Linked DNA regions of Ovis aries: region 2 is linked to region 1. Evidence: chromatin contacts called from public Hi-C data. All regions are on one chromosome and are shown on one strand. Each heading gives the region's core, a stretch centred on a gene start, on an enhancer-like site or on the middle of the called end of the contact. The rest is flanking DNA. Distances are from core to core; before and after follow the strand shown.

Region 1 (4,302 bases), core at 26-2,525:
GGTAAGTAAGCATGAACAATGGGTTCGTTTTGGCTTCCAAAGTTCTTGTTTCTTTTTCTCTGGCTCCCAACCTGACTTGAACTATGCTTTCCCTCTCTGCTAAAATCCCAGATTCAAATACCAAAGACCCAATTCTGGAATGGTGGCAGGAACAGCCTCTCAGACCTGTGCTCTTCAGTGAAACAGTCATAACTGGTGACAGTTACTTTTAAAAACTTAACCATTTCAAGTCTGTACAGATTGTCCTGAGGGCATATAGCCAATGAAGAAACGCAGATTCAAGAAAACCTACTAAGTCTCAGTAAGAACTGTGAGAATCTATGGCATTTGAGCTATGAACTGCTCCCCGCCTCTCCCTGCCCCCAGAGAAAAGTAGGATGTATTCTTCTGCCATAATTTTTAGGTTATGAAGAAGCTGGCACATAACTGGTCTTGGGTCACAGAGAAAGTACTTGAAACAGTCAAAGAGAATGACTCTATTTTCTGCATTTTCACATGCTCACACAAAAGGGCAAAAAGGGAGCCTCATGATCCTGCTCGGAGAATTCTTACACGGTCACAGCCCAAGCGGTCTAGTCTCAGAATGGACACTTATTTGAAGAAGCACAGCTCAAACAGGCATTTCAGCGTTACTCATCTCTCTAAAAATTTTAAAAAATCTAAGTCATAATTCGTGATTAATCGTCAAACCCTTTTTAACTCTCTGGTGTCTCAGCTGGTAAGGAATCCGCCTGCAATGCTGGAGACCTGGGTTCAATCCCTGGGTTGTAAAGATTCCCTGGAGAAGGGAAAGGCTACCCACTCCAGTATTTGGGCCTGGAGCGAAATCCAGGGACTATATAGTCCATGGGATCACAAAGAGTCGGACTTGACTGAGCGACTTTCACTTTCACCCACTTTCAGCTCTTCTCTAGAACTTACTAAATCCTCAGGGCCTCACACTCTCCTCCATAACCCCCCTCTGCCCTCCTCTCCAGTGGGTCTGCTAGAGTCTTTCCACCTCTTTTGTCGCTTCCCCCGCCCCAATCTAGGGGCTTCCCTGGTGGCGCAGTGGTAAAGAATCTCCCTGCAATGTAGGAGATCCAGGTTGGATCTCTGGGTCAGGAAGATCCCCTGGAGAAGGAAATGGCAACCCACTCCAGCATTCTGGCCTGAGAATCCCATGGACAGAGAAGCCTGGCAGGCTACAGTCCATGAGGTCACAAAGAGTTGGATACAACTGAGCGATTAACACACACACCTCCCCCATCTATGCAGCTGGCAGGGGAGGCAAAGGAGGAGAATAACAGGACAGCCAACACCCAAGTGATTTTGCCCAGCTGCAGTTCAGTCACATTGAGCTTCTGCGGTTTTGGACTTTATTGTAGTGTTTTTGTGTATGTTGTTTAAATTTGTGTTTGTAAAAGAATTACCATGTGTTAGTGGGTTTTTTTTTTTTTTTTTTTTTTGGCAAGTTATCTTCTTTCTGTGGACAATGGCTTCTGTGTGCCTCACTGGTGCCCTTCGTCTGCATGTGAGTTTGACTATCTTGGCGTTATGGGTTAATTTCCCTTTCTGGGAAAAAAGCCTGCCTCTCACCTCTCACAACTCGTCAACCCAGGTGGCTGGCAGAGCAGATAGACCGGCAGCCAAGCCCACGAGCGGGCAAGGGAACAGCTGCTTCTCGACTTTGTTGCAGCTGCCCCAGGGCTTGAGCCTGTTTAGAGTCTGAGCAAGGAGGCTTCCTTTGTATGCAAGCCTGTCTGGCACGCAGTAAGAGCTCAAGAAAGCTGCTCTGGTTCTGTTTGTAGCTCAGTGTGGCAAAACTGCTGGTCTCTTCTGTGTCGCACCAGTAACTCTCTTAAAAGGGCAGTGAGGGTAATTCAGGTTAACGTGGCTACCATCACAAAAGTTGGAGACAAAGTTCATGTTTGGTCACTGCGGGAGATCTTTCAAACTGTTTTCAACTCTGTCCTATATCCAGTGTCTTCTCCGATCAGGGTCACCGTCGCCCATGCCCTGAAGAATTGTCTTGTTGAGGTCTGTCTTGGCTCAACTATATTTCTTTAGTTACCTAGGAAGTGGACTTTCTGCAGAGGGACATGGATTTCCTTCCTCGCAGGCCAATCTGACCTTTCCCTTAGCCACCAAGAAATTGAGCCCATGTTCATGAGCAAAGGCTGCTAAGGCTAGGAGGCTCCCGCCAGATGCTGCCCCCTGCCTTCACTTTGACTTGATCCTTGTCTAAAAGCCCAGGGGAGATGAAAGGCGCTGCCCACATCTCTCTACAAAAGATGCTGTATTACTTCATCCGCGTTTGTGAATGCCCAACACAGCCAACCACTCCGATGATGTCAGAGTGTCCCAGAGTAGATAGCCGCTGGAGAACCATTCAGCACAGCAGGCGATTCTAAAATATAGTGCTCTCAAAAGTAAATATAGACACTAAAGGGAATGATATGAAGTTTAAATAGTGGCATAAAAAATAAGTTACGTAAGATTCTAACCTTCATGTTCAGTCCTTTTCTCTCAGGACACCTTTCCCTGATTCTTGTTGCAGCTGCCCCAGGGCTTGAGCCTGTTTAGAGTCTGAATGAGGAGGCTTCCTTTTGTATGCTGGCCTTGAGTCATTTTTGCTATTATAGTTCCAGATCTTTCGACATGCATACATACGTTTACAATAAAATCAGATTGTACTGATTTTGTGCATGTTGATTTGAAACCTGTTTGTCCACTTAACGTGCTTGGGCTTAGTCACTCAGTCGTGTCTGACTCTTTGCGACCTCAAGGACTGTAGCCCAGCAGGCTCCTCTGTCCATGGGGATTCTCTAGGCAAGAATACTGGAGTGGATTGCCATTTCCTTCTCCAGGGGATCTTCCTGACCCAGGGATCAAACCAGGGGCTCCTTCATTGCAGGCAGATTCTTTACCAACTGAGCTACCTTTTTAGATATTTCATGTTCATGGATTGGAAGAATTAATACTGCTAAAATGTCCATTCTACCCAATCTACAAATAAATGCAATCCCTATCAAAATTCCAGTGATGCTTTTCACAGGAATAGGAAAAAAAAATCCTAAAATTCATATGGAACCAGAAAAGACCTTAAGTAGCCACAACAATTTTTTAAGCAAGAACAAAGGTGTAGGCATCACACATCCTGATTTCAATATATACTACAAAAATTGAAAGTGAACATGAAAGTCACTCAGTCCTGTCTGACTCTTTGTGACCCCACGGACTATATAGTCCATGTCCATGGACTTCTCAAGGCCAGAATACTGGAGTGGGTAGCCTTTCCCTTCTCCAGGGAATCTTCCCAACCTAGGGATCAAACCCAGGTCTCCCGCATTGCAGGCGGATTCTTTATCCGCTGAGCCGCAAGGGAAGCCCATTACAAAAAATAGCACAAAGCAAAATAAAGTGAAGAACAATGTAATGAGGTTTGCCTGTAAATAGAAACCTCATTTAAATGGCGCCAGGAGGGGCACTCTCATGCTCTACCACTGGAATTCAACTGCAGACCCAGCTGGAAGAGCTGTACCTTTGCAGCTCCACAGGAAGAAAGTTACAGCATGACTACCCAGTAGGAGGAAGGAACAATTTCTCCTTGCCTGGCAACAGCCCAACCATTGAGAGCGTCACAACTCAGCCAATGAAAATCCACTACACTCTAAATTCTGTTTTCTCCAGTGGACTCCAATGTTTATAATAGACTCTCCCACTTCTCCTCTCTCTATATATATATACATAAAAGTTACTCTCTTGTATTCTCCGAATTCGCCTATGCTGTGCCACAGATTGCATGTCCTGAACCACAATGTTCTTGCTGTTCCCAAATAAATCTATTGTGCTAGTAGAAGAATTCGCTGCACTTTGAGGGTTTGGAATTTGGAAGCAGCATTTCTAGCCCAGGATCTCACTGAGGCTGTAAACGTTTTATCAGTTGGAGTTGCTGACTTTGGAGTCTTGACTGGACCTGTGATGTCTGTTTCCAACTTCACTGATGTGACTGTGGCCAGGAGGCATCCGTCCCTGAGGATGCGGCTCTCTCTAAAAGGCTGCTCACAACATAGCTCCTCCCAGAACAGGTAATCCAAGAGACAGTGGGTATGACCAAGACAAAATTTGCACTCTTTCATAATCTGATCTGAGGAGGCACATGCCATCACATCTGCTATGTTCCATTGGTCACACAAACAAATCTTACAGAGCATACAAATTATACAGACGATTCAGTTCAGTTCAGTTCAGTCACTCAGTCATGTCCGACTCTTTGTGACCCCATGAAATGCAGGACACCAGGCCTCCCTGTCCATCATC
Region 2 (4,534 bases), core at 1,193-3,692, 97 kb after region 1:
AGTGCGGCAGCTCACTAATCTGACTGCTGCCCCTTCTCGCCTCATTAAATGTGATCTGTTCCAGTAAAATGCTGGTCTCGTTCTTTTTCCGAACCTTGCCTTCTCTAACTCCCTCCCTCTACAGATAGTATCACCCGATCAAGTATCTAACTGTAGAGATGGGTACAAAGTGGTGGGGGGGCTTACCACCCAGGATTTTCAAGATTTCTTGGAGGACATCACAGAGAATGTGGGCGGCTTGAAGGGTGGAGGATAGAAAGGAAATCCTTTCTATGCATTTCCTTAGGAGGAGGAATGGTTGCTAGCTGCCCACAGCCAGCTTTCACTCAGCACTTTCTACAGGACAGGCAAGGTGTAAAGTACTTCACACGCACAATCTTATTTAAGCCTCACAACAGCCTCGTGGGATAAACTCTATGACAGCCCAACTTTGCACCTTCAGGAACTGAGATTTAGAAAAGTTGCGTAACTTATCCAAGGTTTTACGTTAGAATGCATGTTCTAGCTCCAGAGCTAGAATGTTAACTATTAAAGTAGCTGTTACCATTAACTGCGGAAGCCTCCTGGGGCACTGTTAAGAGTGAGCTGTGTTTGAAATGCTCAAAGGTCTGTGTTTCCTTCCGTCGGCAGTGGTGAGGAGCTGAACGTGCTAAAGCCAGGGACGGATATGTGTTTGGTGGCGTGGTTCCTGTCATCTGCATGAACTTCGGAGTCCTTGGGTTCAAACACTAGTTCTTTTGACTTTCTGTGGATACCTGATCAACATAATTTTCTGAGGCTTCAAATTCCTGTTCTAAATAAAGAAGAACAACGTCCTCTTGCTGGAATGTGGTGGTGCTACTTAAATATGACAACGTACATGAAAGCATTTTATTCACTGCCAAGCTAAAAACAATGATCTGCTATGATGATTTCTACTGTATTTCAAAAAAATCAGTGCAGTCAGGGGCAGAGTAATATGAGAGCCACTGGGGACCACTGTGATGGTCCAGAAGAAGGAGAATGATGAGGCCCTACACCAAGGCAGTGGTGACGAGGATGGAGAGGAAAGACATTATAGTTATGGGATAGCTAGGACGGGTCACAAACTGGACTAAATGACTGGATCCGGGGGAGCGGGGGAAGTAACGGGAGTCAGGATGATTCAGAGTTTTCTTTTGAGTAATCAGGTGGAGGTGATGTCATTAATGCAGGAGGAGGGTAGGCAGGATAACACACTCTATTTCAGGAGCATTGTGAAGAGGTGGCTGAGGCACCCAGCAAGTGGAGGTGGTGAGATACAAGTGGGACTGTGAGTGGGGGGGTTCGGAAAAGAGATGTGCTGGAGCTTCAGATTTGGACATCTTTGGGTATTTGTGTGACTAAAACTCTGAGAGTAGGTGTCATATCCAGGTGGAACGTATAACCCAATGTTTTCTGTAACTCTTTAAAGCAAAGGAGTCTTCCCCACTCGCACACAAAAATAAATGCTTATGCAGAAACCCAGTTTGCAAAACAGATCAGAATAATGCTTCTCTGGTCACAATCTGGAGTGAGTTGCCTGGAGCCCACTTCTTGAAACAACTTCCGAATGGGCTTCCCTGAGCCCAGTTTGAGAGTCACCAACTTGGAGCAAGAAGAGAAGGAGAGGGCTGGGGGGTGGTTAATTGCCATATTGCGTTTGAAAGAAAGCAGTCACACAAGGTCAGATCAGAATTTTCATTTTGGATTTTTTAAAGGCCGCTTTGAAACTTTGCTTCTTTTGGAAGCCTCTCACTGCAGGACTGATACTTTTTCTGGCCTGCCTGATACTGTGGCGGTGCCCACGCGTGCCCACTGGAAGTCACGGTGCCATTCAAATAAAGAGAGTCAGCTGAGAGTGTGGGTTATATCCATTTCCAAGGCGGTTTTCCTCATTGGAAGGCGGTTGTCGTGTACATATCTGCTGGTAGCACTGAGATCACTCACCCTGAGGTGCTCACATAATTTCAAAATTGAATAAATGTTCACCATTTACCCAGTTGTTTAATAAAAATTATCCTAAATATTAACTTATAAGCTTTTTGAAGAGTTGAGTGGATTGAACTTTTTCTCCTAGTTAAGTTAATTGAACCTGCTTATCCTTTCAGCTTTGATCTCAAATCCAATAAAACCAGTTTGGTTTGGTTATTACATCAGAAAGTCCTCATCACATGATAAAGAGAGACAGCAGAAGCCAGGGAAAGAGGGGTGCAAGAGGAGGCGAGGAGAAGACAGTGAGTGACGTGTGGTTTTACTGTGAAAAACAATGAAAACTCTCAGCTCTCGGTGATCCAATGCAACAAGGGCTTCCTTTTGACTCTGAGCTCAGCGCTGTGCATCTTGGCGGTTGGCACGTGTCCGTTCAGCTTGTGACTTGGCCTCAGCATCCTCGCCTGGATCCTTGGCCGTTTGGTGATCACAGCAAGTTTCTATGGGCCAAGCCAGAAAAGCACACCACTTCTGTCCACGTGTCACTGGCTAGAGCCAGTCACAGGCTGTGCTAACCTGCCCAAGGGGTTGGAATGCCATCCAGCTGTGTGTTCAGAGGGGGAGGTGCATAAAGAAAGCTGTTGGCCAGGCTCTGCTGTGGATGAGAGAAAGGGTGGATGTTTCGGTTTTGTGAAGAGCAGGAGAAATTAATCATTTCCCTGTAGGATGTTTCAGCCTGATTCATCATCTTCTGTGGAAGTCTGAATCCAAAGGACAGAGACAACTGAATATGGAATAACCTCAACTCTTCCATAAATGTCAGTTCATTCCCTAAGTGAATTATCACGTTTTCAAAGGCCCTGAGAAAATGTTGATCACTTTAATAGGTAAGGCTCAATTCTTCCAAATGTTGCTTTTAAAACGGTGCCAGACTTTTCCTGGTAGTCCAGTGGTTAAGAGTCTATCTGCCAATGCAGGCGCTCCAGGTTCAATCTCTGATCCAGGAAGATCTCAGATGCTTCGGGGCAACTAAGCCCGAGCACCACAACTCCTGAGCCCACATGCGCCTAGAGCCTGCGCTCTGCAACAGGAGAAGCCGCCACAGCAGCGAGACAATCGCGTGCAGCGCAGTCACCCCTCCAGCCACAGCGAGAGTAAAGCCCGTGTGCAAAAGGAAGGCTGAATGCAGCCGAGAATAAGCAAATAAACCAGCTTAAAAAAGCCTACACTGTATTTCCAATAACGAGGAGGGAAGCTGCTTTTGTATTTGAGGCAGCTTAGCCTTGTTATTCAAGCTGGTTTTAGAAAAGGCAGAGGAGCCAGAGATCAAATTGCAAACATCTGCTGGATCATCGGAAAAGCAAGAGAGTTCCAGAAAAACATCTATTTCTGCATTATTGACTATGCCAAAGCCGTGTGGATCACAATAAACTGCGGAAAATTCTGAAAGAGATGGGCATACCAGACCACCTGACCTGCCTCTTGAGAAACCTATATGCAGGTCAGGAGGCAACAGTTAGAACTGGAGATGGAACAACAGATTGCCAGGAGAAATATCAGTAACCTCAGATATGCAGATGACACCACCCTTATGGCAGAAAGTGAAGAGGAACTAAAGAGTCTCTTGATGAAAGTGAAAGAGGAGAGTGAAAAAGTTGGCTCAAAGCTCAACATTCAGAAAGAATCTGGCATCCAATCCCATCACTTCATGGCAAATAGATGGGGAAACAGTGGAAGCAGTGACTGACGTTATTTTTCTGGGCTCCAAAATCATTGCAGATGGTGACTGCAGCCACGAAATTAAAAGATGCTTACTCCTTGGAAGGAAAGTTATGACCAACCTAGACAGCATATTAGAAAGCAGAGACATTACTTTGCCAACAAAGGTCCATCTAGTCAAAACTATGATTTTTCCAATAGTCATTTATGGATGTGAGAGTTGGACTATAAAGAAAGCTGAGAGCTAAAGAATTGATGCATTTAAACTGTGGTATTGGAGAAGACCCTTGAGAGTCCCTTGGACTGCAAGGAGATCCAACTAGTCCATCCTAAAGGAGATCAGTTCTGAGTGTTCATTGGAAGGACTGATGCTGAAGCTGAAACTCCAATACTTTGGCCACTTGATGTGAAGAACTGACTCTTTGGAAAAGACCCTGATGCTGGGAAAGATTGAAGGTAGGAGGAGAAGGGGACGACAGAGGATGAGATGGTTGGATGGCATCACTGACTCAATGGACATGAGTTTGGGTAAACTCTGGGAGTTGGTAATGGACAGGGAGGCCTGGCCTGCAGCAGTCCATGGGGTCACAAAGAGTCGGACATGACTGAGAGACTGAACTGAACTGACTAGACCGAGATTTGTCGGCAAAGTAATGTCTCTGCTTTTAATATGCTGTCTAGGTTGGTCATAACTTTTCTTCCAGGGAAGCATGTTTTAATTTCATGGCTGCAGTCACCATCGGCAGTGGTTTTGGAGCCCCCACAAAAAGGGAGTTACGCATCTCAAAAGTTGAAGTGGAGGTTTGAGGACGAGGTAAGGGAACCGAGGAGAGGCAGAAAGAGCCAGAAGCAGGCACAGAAGGAGGCCCCCGCACAGGCGCTCCCG

Evidence for each region. A called contact is a pair of places that touch in the nucleus more often than the background predicts.
Region 2: a contact with region 1 is called in a Hi-C map of tail adipose tissue, with 5 times the contacts expected there. The contact joins two enhancer-like sites. A contact is called at or near these places in 9 of 16 Hi-C or Micro-C datasets (blood, hypothalamus, liver and 5 more).

The regions. Positions count from the first base shown.
Region 1 is chr9:83,252,571-83,256,872 of ARS-UI_Ramb_v3.0, forward strand. No RefSeq gene overlaps it. Among named protein-coding and RNA genes, the nearest start is that of PDP1, 25 kb to the right of the region's middle. Within about 2 kb of position 1,276, at least 10 of the 54 cell types and tissues checked have an H3K27ac peak or open chromatin away from gene starts, as enhancers often do.
Region 2 is chr9:83,348,064-83,352,597 of ARS-UI_Ramb_v3.0, forward strand. No RefSeq gene overlaps it. Among named protein-coding and RNA genes, the nearest start is that of PDP1, 71 kb to the left of the region's middle. Within about 2 kb of position 2,443, at least 2 of the 54 cell types and tissues checked have an H3K27ac peak or open chromatin away from gene starts, as enhancers often do.